Regions from separate parts of the Bos taurus genome. Here region 1 is linked to region 2. The links are chromatin contacts, called in public Hi-C maps. All regions are on one chromosome and are shown on one strand. Each heading gives the region's core, a stretch centred on a gene start, on an enhancer-like site or on the middle of the called end of the contact. The rest is flanking DNA. Distances are from core to core; before and after follow the strand shown.

Region 1 (6,722 bases), core at 2,278-4,777, 370 kb after region 2:
AGTCAGGAAGATCCCCTGGAGAAGGAAATGGCAACCCACTCCAGTACTCTTGCCTGGAAAATCCCATGGACAGAGAAGCCTGGTAGACTACAGTCCATGGGATCGCAAAGAGTCGGACATGGCTGAGTGACTTCACTGACTTCACTTCTTTACCACTAGCAAACTACCACTTCCCCTGGGAAGACCAGATAAAATGGCATAGTATTTGTATATAACCCAAATACATCCTGTTGTATAATTTAAATCTTCTTCAGATTTCTTATCAATGTAGTCAATGTAAATGCTATGTAAACAATGTAAATGCTATGTAAATAGTGTGCTGTTGATTCAGGTTTTGCTTTTTGACATTTTTTTTTCCTTAATATTTTCAATCCCTGGTTGATTGATGTGGAGTTCTTAGATACAGGGAGTCAACTGTACATGCATGTTCACCAAAAGATATGTCCCAGAATATCCCCAGATATGTCCCAGGTATTATCCCCTAACTGGTCATCAACAGTAAAATGGGAAAGTGAGTGAAAGTCGCTCAGTCGTGTCTGACTCTTTGTGACCCCATGGAGAGTCTATGGAATTCTCCAGGCCAGAATACTGGAGTGGGTAGCCTTTCCTTTCTCCAAGGGATCTTCCCAACCCAGGGATCAAACCCAGGTCCCTCACAATGCAGGCAGATTCTTTACCAGCTGAAAGAATGGTAGCCCAAAATGGGAAGTGAAAAGTGAAGTCACTCAGTCGTGTCCGACTCTTTGCAACCCCATGGACCATAGCCTACCAGGTTCCTCCATCCATGGGATTTTCCAGGCAAGAATACTGGAGTGGGTTGCCATTGGCTTCTCCAGGCAAAATGGGAAAGTGAACTGCAATATATTCTTATGTTTAGAGTATTATACAGCCATGAAAACAAACTACTGGGGACTTCCCTGGTGGTCCAGTGGTCTGCCTTCCAATGCGGGGGATGCGGGTTTGATCCCTGGTCAGGGAACTAAGATCACATGCCTCATGTCCCAAAAACCATAAACCAGAAACAATATTGTAACAAATTCAATAAAGACTTTAAAAGTCTTCCACATCAAAAAAATCTTAAAAAAGCAAACCTTAGTTGTACACAATGTAGTAGATGAATTGAACAAGTAGAAAGAAGTCCGAAACAAGAGTATAACTTATACGATTCCATTTAGTGATACTCAAGGACAAGTAAAACTAAACAGTAGTGTCTAAGGATGCTTATCTAGATAGAAAAACTGTTTTTTAATAGGTGAGGGAAGGCTTATGGAAAAGTCCTGATAGTTGTTGCTACTTCCCAGGGAATGAGGACAGTTTTGATTGGGAGGGGGAAGTGAGGTATCCTAGTTCTTAATCTTGAGCAGTCCTTAAGATAGTGTTTGCTTTGTAATAATGTGTTAAGCTGTACATTTATATTCCACACACTTTTCTCTGTGTGTTATGTTTCACAATAAAAACATTTAAATTAAACAATTGATTAATAGGAAAATATCAAGGTTAAATCCCATACAAAGTTACTGTGAGAAAAAGAAAGAATGAAGAGTAGAATAACGTATCTACAGACAAGGAAAACGCATGAGAAAATATCAAAATGAAACCTGGAATTTCAAAACAAGCTAAAAAGAACATTAAAAATACAAAGACATGAATAAAATAAATCAGAATTGGAAAAACTCAGAAATAAAGTAAAAAGAAATAACAGAAGACTAAACTAGAAGGAGGGCTTCCCTGGTGGTTCAGACAGTAAAGAATCTGCCTACAATGTGGGAGACCTGAGTTCGATCCCTGGGTCAGGAAGATTCCCTGGAAAAGGGAATGGCTAACCACTCCAGTATTCTTGCCTGGAGAATTCCATGGACAAAGGAGCCTGGTGGGCTAAAGTCCATGGGGTCACAAAAAGTCGGACATGACTTTAGACTAAACTGCAGCAGCACAGCAGTAGAAACTATGTGTAAAGAGGAAAAATTGTAAATTGGAAAGAAAGGAAGAGATAAAGACAGAATCAAGAGAAAAGTGTCATGTATTGAAGATAGGAAAGAAAATTGCTGTATCAATAAGAGTCTCTGATGAGGAAAACCAAAACGAGGGAATAAGACAAATGCTAAAACCCGTAATTCAAGAAACTTCCCTACTTCCCTGAAGTTAAATGATTTGAAATTACATGTTAAATGACTGGAGTGCTTATCGAAGAACATGGACCCAGAATGAGCAGTATCAAGGGAAACTAGCAAAATTACTGGCCTTTAAGGAAAAGGAGAAAAATGAAAACTTTGGGGCATCTTTCAAAAAAAAAGAAGGTGACATATGAGTAAAATTAGGTTATTAGCACTTTTTGATAACAGTGCTTTAATGCTGGGACTGGAGTTGGAGTAACACTTAAGACACTTGAGAAAGAATATGCTAAAATTTTATATCCAGTGCAACTGGCCTCTGTATAATAAAGGACATATACTAACTGTTAATAACATGCAAGAACGTGAGGAGTATGTTCTTCTGATCTCTTTCTGAGAAATATACTAGAATATGAGCTTCTGAAAACTAAAATAGCTAGAGAGACATAACCCTAAGGACTGGTGGTACATGTTAAATATACAGTTATCTGTAGAACTAAAACTTCATGAGGGCTTAGAGAGTACAGTGTGTAACTCTGACAAAGTAAACAGTACAACTATTTTTAAAAAGAAATAGTGGGAAAGCAATTTAAAATTATTTGAATGCTTTCATTGATCATATTGGGGATGATTTTAGTACTATTATTCAGAGACTGGTATATGTCTAGTATATATATATACACTAGAACAGTTGGGTATTTATGGCATGTTTTAACTCTATAATCCCCTTTGTCTTTGACCATCAAGATTTTAGTAGTGCAAGAAAGAAGATGCAGATGTAATACAGGTTAAGTAAAAACTTGATAGTCTGGAGTTTGAATTGAAAGTATCAAAATGAACTCAAGAGCTATTTCTTATGTGTATGTACGCAAAACTGTCTCTTGAAATACCATTGCTCACATGCACACAAAAATTCAGGGCCTTGGAGTAATGGCAGATTCCAGATCTATGGCATGAAACGTATAAGAATGAGAAGTTAGTAAGAACTAGTTGAGTCATGTCAAAAAGACTCAGCAGCCAACTTGAAGAAATTCCTAAAGGTTATCAAAGAGGACGATTTGAGCTTCAGAAATCGTCACGATAGTTACAAAAGAATGAAAGCTTCCAAATAGTTTTAAATCCATGACTTAAATGAGTTCATGATGATATTTTTTTTAAAGTGGTCACTTGGAAGATGACAGGAAACCAATTTATTATTTTATAAACTAATAAAAGGAAACAATTATTTGCCCTTTCTATATGAATTGTACACCTGAATAAACAAAGTAGTATATGAGGAGAGGTGTTTCTCTATAAAAGTATTCCAACTACTAAGTGAAAACAGGAGATAGAGAGTAGCACCATTTTGCAACCTCCAGCAGACAACCACTGAGATTTAATAAAAAGAGGAACAGGCAGACATGCTCAGCCTTCTGTAATCGCAGATGCTGTTCTTAGTATTGTGAAAGGACATAAATGGGAAACACAGGACAGAGCAGTATGTGGAACCGTCCCAGGTGTGCAGGCAGAAATTCCAGAGTTTCCAGGGAAAAGCTCTGCAGGTACATGGCCTAGATTCTTTCGCAGATAAATTTTAAGTGAAGTGGGGTAGAAGAGGAGACTATAGTTTAAAAAAAAAAATAGGAAATCATATTTTTAAATTGCACAAGACTAAACTGTAGTATCTAGGAAATACATGTTTGGATGATAAAACCTTTTTTTTTTTTTTTTTTAATGCAAGGAGGTGATTTACTCCAAGTATCAGCTTGATGATGCCTGTTGGGAGGGAGAGGGCACAGTGTAGGGCTCTTGGAGTGACTGCCAGCTTGCAGTCCCTGTCGGAGCACTGTTTGCCTTATAGACGTCTCCTGTACTTGGGTTGTGTTATTTCTTCTTCTTATTTTTAACAGTTTACATAAAATTGTTTTTAAATCTAAAGCTGCTTTAAAACCTTTCAGTAGTGTGCAGTGATAGTAGGTGGGAAGATTCCCTGGAGAAGGAAATGGCAACCCACTCCAGTATTCTTGCCTGGAGAATCCCATGGACAGAGGAGCCTGGTAGGCTACAGTCCATGGGGCTGCAGAAGAGTCAGGCATGACGAAGCGACTGAACGTCAGCAACAGCAGTGATAGTAGATAGTTCTAAGTAGGAGAGGAAAATCTAGAAATTTGGAAAAAAAATTTATTGAACTTCTCAAGATGTGACAGATTCTGAGTATTTAATACTGTTTAAGAGAAGCACAAATTAAATATTGGTGCTTAGAACACAATTTCCTTTTTTCTTGTCAGTTTCTTTTTTCTATAGATACTAGATATTCACCTTGGATTGTATTCTTCACATATATAAGTTGAGTTTAGGACTCGATGTTGAAAGCAACATGTCATTATACTCAGTTGTCTCTGTTTGTGGCCCATAAACATAAAATATCATATTTGATGTCAGCTTAAATGTTTTAATTCCTCCTCAGATTTCCAGGGTATATTCCTTGGTTAATATTACTTTTTAAAAGTGAGAAATTAGATAAGATTAGAATAGTTTTTAAATCCTTTATTTCTTTGTAGTTAACAGATCTCCAGCCTTTGTGTGTGTATCACTGAGTGGGGTTTCAGTAGTGATCAGAACACGGATCTCACTTATTCTAATGAACCTCTATAACTTACATCAAGGAAGCTTGGGAAATTGATACTGAGGACAGGAACGAGAAAACAACAAATTTGTTATGACCTCTAACTGTCCATTTGGAAATTTCTCAGTGAACATCAAGTAGCTGTTCTCAGATTTTTGCTGATAATGGCTCCCTTTTAATTGTATGAAATTGCCATTGTAGGAAAGAATGACAGCAATTTTGGAGCATGAGGCTTTCTGGATACTTAATCCTGAATCCTTCTTTTTATTTGTCTAGTTATTTTAAAATATAAACTATCTGCATTTTAAATCCCAAAAACCATTTATTTAGGTCTTTTTACTCCAAAGGAGAGGACCTGATCCATGTTTTGGAAGCAAAATGGCCACATTTTCTTCCCCTATTTTTAAGAGCACCTTTCGCTTATTACCCGGTACCTAATTGCTTTGATGCTGTTGTCTGACTCAAGGTTATGCTTACTGGAGACGCAAATGAAGTGATGTTGTGTTTTTATGCTCTGGATACATTTGAAATGGTTATTTTCTGAGGATGTGGTGTTTTTTCCCCTGTTACCTTTGTCATCATTGAAAATGCTAAGCTTAAGGTCATCAACTTTTGTCTTTTCTGATGCTGGTGAGATTCTGAGCCCCTCTTTAAATGAATTGGTTATAACTTCACGAAATTAAGGTGACTCACTGTCTCGTCCAGGGAAAATGAGATCTGTTTCTTGGATCTTTCTTTGTGAACAAAAATTTAATCATTTTTACTAGCCTCTGGCAGATGGCTTCCTGTAGTTCTTGTTAAGACAAAGCACTTAGAATTGTCTAGAGGCTGATGTATGTGTACCATGTGGTGCCAACTCGTTTTTGTTCAATGCAGTTTCCTGCCCCCCTCCCCTTTTCTTTCCTTCTTGGGCAGGTAATGAAAGCATGGGATGCGCATGTGACAGCAGTCTGCTCCCAGGACGCCAGTGAGCTTGTGAGGAAGCTTGGGGCAGATGATGTGATCGATTACAAATCTGGAAATGTGGAAGCGCAGTTGAAATCTTCAAAGCCGTATGTATCCAAACAGGGTGCCCATGGGGAAGGTGGAACAAGGACGATGGGCGATGCGCGCCTGAGATGGTTCGGTGGCCTTACCGCCACGTTGGCGTCTTAGAGAAGAGTCTGTGAAAACACTTGGTGTCACTGGAGGTGATTTAGGTCGGTTTCTGTTTTTCCTCCAGATGTTAATACAGCACGATCATGTACTGTGATTTGTACTGAGGACAATATGTTGTTTACCTGGCCTTTTGCTATTTTTGAAGTTAACTTACTTTTACTGCTGGTGTGTAAGAAGGCCGTATTGGAAGGTATATTCCCTCCAGTGGCATTTGTCACCATGAGTAGAACCTAGAGCAGTACATGACGTATGTGATTAGTATCTTGCCTTTATAATGGGGGTTTCAGAGAAGCAGAGGCTGTGTAGATACCAGTAATGGATGTTGTCATCGTGCCTGAACGCCAGGCTGTTATTTGACTGAACATACCAAGTGGGAGCGGACTCTGGAATTCTCTCAGGCCCCCATCCTTCCTGACTGTGGCTCAGGCAGAAACAGGGAGGTGTTTCAGAACCTCGTCTTCACTCAGCCCAGGCAAAGCTTCAGCAGAGTGTCTCAGGAGCTATTTCACTACTTCTGATGCAAAGATTTTTCCTTTTTTAAATTAGTTTTTTAAAAACATTATTTATTCATATGGCTGCGCCAGGTCTTAATTGTGGCATGTGAGATCTAGTTCTCCACCAGGGATCAAACCCAGGCCCCCTGCGTTGGGAACATGGAGTCTTAGCCACTGGACCATTAGGAAAGTCCGTTAAATTAGTTTTCAGAAGCTAATTATTGCTGCTCACTTTAAGTAGAAGTATATTTTCATAGGTTTAAAAAGAGAGAGAAAAACCTAGGCTTCCTCATAGTAGTAGTGTCAGCCAGCCATCTCTCTTCTGCTGCTTCTAGGAACAGCAGCAGGAGACAG
Region 2 (6,543 bases), core at 2,594-5,093:
GTCTTCTCCAATGAGTCAGCTCTTCGGATCAGGCGGCCAAAGTATTGGAGCTTCAGCTTCAACATCATCCCTTCCAATGAACACCCAGGACTGATCTCCTTTAGGACGGACTGGTTGGATCTCCTTGCTGTCCAAAGGGACTCTCAAGAGTCTTCTCCAGCACCACAGTCCGAAAGCATAATTTCTTCAGCACTCAGTCTTCTTTATTGTCCAACTCTCACATCTATACGTGACTACTGGAAAAACCATAGCTTTGACTATAGAGATTTTTGTCATCAAAGTGACATTTGTTTTTTAATATGCTGTCTAGGCTTGTCATAGCTCTCCTTCCAAGGAGCAAGCGGCTTTTAATTTTGTGGCTATAGTCACCGTTTGCGGTGATTTTGGAGCCCAAGAAAATCTGCTGCTGTTTCACTCCCCCCCCGCCCCCGACCCCCATCTATTTGCCATGAAGTAATGGGACCACATGCCATGATCTTAGTTTTTTGAATGTTGAATTTTAAGCCAACTTTTTCATTCTCTTACCTTCATCAGGGGATTCTTTAGTAAAGTTTATTAGCTTTACAAGTCTTCAACATTTCAAGGCTTTTATGGTTCGCACAACAGAGGGGTTTTATTTTCTGGCAGTGAGAACTGAGGGGTTTATATGGCCAGTAGGGGGCAGCATGTCCCCACAGAGAGTCCGGCTGCATCATCTGCTGATTGAACAAACTCTAGCAAGGGGACTTGGAACCTACTCAACTAAAAATGCTCCTTCACTTGGTTACCTTCACTGCCATCTCCCAGCTGGAGTTCCTGGGTGTGGAACAAAAGCTTAGCTAAAAAACCAGGATAGATCAAAATTAAATACATGGAATTTCTATCACATTTCACATCCATTTTGTTGACAATTGCTAAACATGTCAAATAATATCTTCTGTCCCCCTAGAATTAGGATTACTATTTTGCCTTAAAAAGCAAATTAATCTGCTCCCTTAATATTAGCCTATTCAGCTAGTAAATATTGTTTGAGTGCTCAATGAAGAGAATGTGGGGTAAGGGAGATGGGCCTCTCAGAAAACACTTGGGACCTGGGTCAGGAAACCTTGGTTCTGGCTTTAGGTGAGGCACTATAAACTGGCTATGTGGCTGTGGGTAAGTAACTTAACTTCTCTGTGCCTCAGAAATGAAGTTTGCCTTACTGACCTCATAGGTGCCCGTAGAAAATACCACCTGCAAAGATGCTGAAAAAAAGAGTAATTGCTAAACAAATGAAAGATTTCAAAAGACACATTATAATTACTAGATCCTACAGCAGTAGAAATGGCAGCTTAGTGAGTCCTTACTATGTGCCAGGCACTCTGCTAAATGTACATGTCATCTCATTGAAGATCATAGCCCTGTGAGGCAGGTATTATTGGCCCATTTTCCAGATGAGAAAATTGAGTCATTGGAGGTTGGAAAACTCACTCAAAGTCAGATCCCTAGAAAGTGATAGAGCAGGGTTTAAGTCCAGGTCTGACCCCAGAGTCTACCTAGGCTCAGGTTCTTCATCACTCTTCACAGTTCTGCATTTAGAAATTGTATGTATCACTCCCTTAATTTTACTTAGAACTAGCATCTAAAAGTTGGGTCACATGCTATCTCATGAAAAAATATTAAAACTTAAAGCTACGATTCCAATTTATGGAATCCATCAGTTTCAAGATCATTCCATGAAATACTTTCTTTATAAAAATGTAAATTGGCCATGTGTCTTAAATATTCCAGGATAACCATTGAGATTCTCAATTTAGTCTTAGGAGTATGAACTATTATTGGCTAAAGGGAAAAGCAAACAACTATGGAAAACCAGAAAAGAAGAATGAATAGGAAGAAGGAATTCACTGAAAGAAACCTGGAAGAAAGGTTTAAGCGGTTTACTTGAGATTCTTGCCATATAGGAAATAGAGCAGCATGGGAGTTTGTAATGAGGACTTCCCTAGGAGCGTTAAGCCTCCAGGCCACAAAATGGCCATAGGTAATGCCCCTTATAGGATGTCCAGAGGAACTGCTAGACAGATCTGAAGGGTCTTGCTTTGTGAATTATGCGTGATCATTAACTGGTGATGAGTTGCCTTACCAGATTTAAGTACTTTTTGGTGCTTGGTATGTCTTTCATGAATCATACAGCTGCAAAGAAGGTTCCTGGCACCTTCAGGGCAGGAACAAACATTACCTGAGAGCTCCCAGTGTAAGACAGGCTCTGTTCTAACACTTTATAGACAACAACCCTTTAATATTTATTCACTAATTTGGCTGGGCCAGGTTTTGGCTGCGGCATATGGGAGTTTTGATCTTCGTTCTGGTATGTGGGATTGTTAGTTGCGGCACTCAGGATCTTTTAGTCGTGGCATGAGAACTCCCAGTTGCGGCATGTGGGATCTAGTTCCCTGACCAGGAATTGAACTTGGGCCCCCTGCATTGGCAGTGTGGAGGCATAGCCACGGGACCGCCAGGCAAGTCCCGCAATAACCCTTTATATAAATTTAATAATGTCTCCATCATCTTCAATTTAAAGATGAAGAAACAGGCTTTTTGCCGCAGGTAGAAGTAGCACAACCAGGATTTGGACCAAGGAGAGCTGGCTCTAGAGTCTTCTTTAGCACTCCATTAGTTCATCTCTTGAAATCAGTAACAAGGAGGAGGGAGGAGGAGGAAAGAAGGAATAGGAAAAGAAGATGAAGGACAAAATAATTAATGTATCCTGTGAATACCACCATTTAGTTCAACAAGCATTCTCTGAAGAACTTACTATGGGACCTCCCCTGGGACTAGGCACTTCTGGGCCACAGCCCATTCATGCCCTGGAAAAGACCAGGTTATTTCTAAACAGTGTGATAACACTGTAAAACAGGAAAGTCCACTGGTGCAGGACAGAAATTCCTGTGTTCCCAAGTATGTACTAAAGTGGAAAGTTACTGAGTTAAAGTGACTGGCCAGAAGGGCACAAGCCCATTCAGTCACAGACCGGGTACTGTGGATTCCATCTCTACTCTGCTCCCATAAAACAAACCTTGTTTAACTAGGCTGTTCTGCAAAAGTAACAGTTAAATACATTTACAGCCATACTGCTTCCCGGTGGCTCAGCCATAATGAATCTGCCTGCCAAGCAGGAGATGTGGTTTCATCCCTGGGTCGGGAAGATCCCCTGGAGGTGGAATGGGCAACCCACCCAAGTATTCTTGCCAGAAAATCCCATGGACAGAGAGGAGCCTGGCGGGCTACAGTCCATGGGGTTGCAAAGAGTTGGACAGGACTGAGCCACTAAACAATAGCTTTACTATGTCTGGACTCTGCTTCCAAGACCTGAAAACAGTCGGCAAACTTTAAGTAAAAAAGATTAAGTAACGCAATTACAAATTAAATTTTTAAATATCCACCAGTAAAATAGTTTCTACTTTTCACTGTATTCTTGAAAGTTTTCACAGTAGGATGGTTGGAAAATATATTCCACTCAAATCTGCATAATAAGGACTAATCTCCTACAGGCGCCAGTTCATTAAACTGCCTAATGGCAGCTATGGAAAAGTAATAGCCTTATCCCAAAAGCTTTTGCTCTTTAAACAGAAAACAACGAGCAAGTGCGTTGCAACAGAGGCCAAAAAAGCCTGTCCCCAGGAATTCCACTGGGGCAGCGAATTCTAGAGGGACCGCCAGGGAGGTTCCCGCTCCCTGGGTGGGACCTAGTAGCAAAGCCACGTGGGGAGGGCTGAAGGGGCCTTTAGGGCTGGGGAGGGGGACCATCCGTCAGGGCAGGTCACGGTCTCTTCGCCCCTGTCCGCCAGCGGCGGCAGGGTGGAGCGCCGAGAACCAAAACTCAGTTGTCGCCAGTGTCAGGGCAGCCAGTCTGCGCCCGGTGGGCGGCTCCCCACCTCTCGGGAGGATGCGGACGTGGGATGCCCCAGGGAACCCTCACAGACCGGCGAGCACGAGGAGCTCCAAAAACAAAGCGAGTGGCGGGGGGAAGGGGAAGGCGCGACCGGCGAGGGGCAGAGCACACGCGGTGCTCCGAGCGCGGGCGCCGCCTGCGAGCCCGACCGACCAGCCTGAGAAGGGAGCGCGCCTGCCGGCACCCGGTGCCCCTTGCCAGGTCCGGGACACCGCAAAGCCCGAAAACTCCCCTTTCCTATGGGGCGGAGATTTGAGAAAACCCAAGTCGGGGTCCGCGCAGCAGCTAGAGCCAGGACTGGAGGCTGCGCGTTGCGCGGGAGGCTGAAGACTTTTCTTTTGGGGGGATAAGATGGCAGGTCGGGGGAAACAAAGGAAACTTGGGCCCGGGCCTGGGAGCGGAGTGTGCGGCTCACGAGTTCGCCCCGGGTCCTGTGTGGGAGTCACTGGGCGCCCTGCGCCAGCCTGCACACTGCCCGCCGGGGGAAAACATAAAGCATCCCTCCGGGAGCCGGCGGCGCCGGCCGCCCACCTGCCGCCCCGGGGTCTCCGGGCCGGCGGAAGGAGAGGGCGCTGCGAACCCGGCCGGGGCCGGGAGGCAGGGAGGAGGGGAGGCGGCTGGCGGGCGCGCGCGGGGGGCGGCGGTGGAGGAGGGGAGCGCGGGTGGGCGGGCGGCGCCACGTCACGGCTATTGTGGCTGGCCCGGTATATAAGGTCCCGCCCGCCGGCCGCGCTCCCCACCTTGCCTGCACCCCGCCAGCGATCCTTCGGCACCCTGCAATCCAGCGAGACGCGCTGCGCACCGACGGAGCGGACATGGGGAGAGCGATCGTAGCCAGGCTCGGACTGGGGCTGCTGCTTCTGGCGCTGCTCTTACCTACGCAGGTGAGGTCCTGGCGCCCGGCGAGGGGGCTCAGGGGCCGCGCCCGAGGCGGGTGGGACCGCCTGAACCGGTCTGCGCCCCCACCTTCGGTTGTGGACCCGAACTAGGAGAGAGAATCTAGTACAATCTGATCTGGGGGGAGAGGGGGCGGCAATTTGGAGCCCACTTTCCACTTCCTAGCAGGCTGTCCCCACCCTTTAGGCAGCCCCGAGAACAAAGCACCTACACGCGTGGGCTAGGAGGACCTTGCCCCACCCCAGGTTTCGCATAGCCCTTCACAGGCTGCCTGTCGCCCACTGCCCGCTTTCATGCAGAGCGGGAAAGAAGGCGCTCTCCCTACCCCTGGAGCACCCAGAGACCTCAGACCCTTTGGGGAGGTCGTCCCTGGATCCCACGAGCGCCCCGCTTCCCTGTACGAGTGTCTTCGCGTCCCCTAGCGCATCACACAAAGAGAGAGGAAGATCCCCTTCGGGGGGCGCAGCTCTCGCCCATCCTCCACTCAGAGCTAGTTCGTGGATCCCTAGCAAGCCCCAGTTACTGACCCTGTTAAGCCACCCCAGTCCCGCGTGTTTCGGGGCTGAAGTCTGGGGGGGGGGGGGACCCTCTCCTGACCCTGTGCTATCCTGGGGACGACCTTACAAGTCACCAACGGAACCCTCTGTTAGCCAGATTGGCTATCTCTGGACAGGCGGCGGATGGGACATTTGTGTCCCGATTCCCCGCCAGGCTTTGTCCCTGTCCCCGCGGCCTCCTCAGATCCTCTGTCCCGGGAACACATCTTGCCCACGGTGTCCGGCGGGTGGGTGCGCAGCGGCCGCGAGGGAGGCCAGCGGCGGCTGAGCCTGAGAGACCGAAGTCGGGGGGCGCTGGGAGGGCAAGAAAGGGGCATTTGTCTCCGGTAGCTTGGACTTGGAGGGTAGGTAGGGGTGCCCGAGCGGTTGGGTCTCCATCGCCTTCCGTTGGGGCTTTCTGAGGAGGGTCTCCTTAGCACTTCTTCCGAAAAAGTTGGGTGCGCCAGGTCCCCAGACATCCAGCCGCCGGGCTCACCTGGGAGCGCAGCCTGAGAGAGGTGCGCTCCTCGTCTTCCGCTCCGCGGACCGGGTAACTGTACCCTATTGTTTTGCGGGTCGGCTGCTCTCCCGAGCCTTTCTCTATTCCTCGGTGGGGGAGGGGCGTGGCCACTGGAAACGCTGGTCTCTCCCACCCCGCCCCATCTCCTTTCCCAGCCAGATTCCGTCCCACACCCCTAAATTTCAGAGGTTTGAGGTTAAGCAAATAAATCTTTGATAGCTTAGTAGGGAAATTTATGTTTACTGTCAATTTCATATATTAACATTAGTTTTTTTCATTGGTGTGGAGGACCCTTTGATTCTCCTATGGATGCACTGGGCTCTGGTTTGTTTTTTTTTAAACTCACCTGATGCACCAAGGCTTTGTTGGATAAGAACAGATTACCTTCAGGGATCCCAAATCAGGTCCTGCCCCCAAATAAGGAGCCCTGTTTTAAATTGTTCCCCATATTATTAATGCTTTCCTTTTACTAGGAGTGCTTTTCTTCTTGGTAGCACACTCTGTTGGGTAGGTGCCAAATAAATATATTTGATTTCATTGAGATTTTTAAAATTAGTCTATTTTAGATAGGCTTTATAAAATTTTTAGTCGATGTTTGCTGAATGTCCTTATGGGTTTTACAACAAAAGAAGCTGGGTTTTCTATGGATTTACAACAAAGGATAAAATGGTTTTATCTTT

The links. A called contact is a pair of places that touch in the nucleus more often than the background predicts.
Region 1: a contact with region 2 is called in a Hi-C map of blood, with 4 times the contacts expected there. The contact joins the enhancer-like site here to the promoter of CD24 in region 2. A contact is called at or near these places in 4 of 11 Hi-C or Micro-C datasets (blood, liver, skeletal muscle and 1 more).

What each region holds. Positions count from the first base shown.
Region 1 is chr9:43,361,409-43,368,130 of ARS-UCD2.0, forward strand. It overlaps RTN4IP1 (reticulon 4 interacting protein 1), which reads left to right. Exons shown (of 9, transcript NM_001075275.1): 6 at 5,632-5,768. Among named protein-coding and RNA genes, the nearest start is that of RTN4IP1, 35 kb to the left of the region's middle. Within about 2 kb of position 3,528, at least 1 of the 102 cell types and tissues checked has an H3K27ac peak or open chromatin away from gene starts, as enhancers often do. A contact at or near this core is called in blood, where this site is marked.
Region 2 is chr9:42,988,602-42,995,144 of ARS-UCD2.0, forward strand. It overlaps CD24 (CD24 molecule), which reads left to right and starts at 3,844. Exons shown (of 2, transcript XM_059889865.1): 1 at 3,844-4,111; 2 at 4,624-6,543. The coding sequence starts at 3,905. The coding sequence ends at 4,899.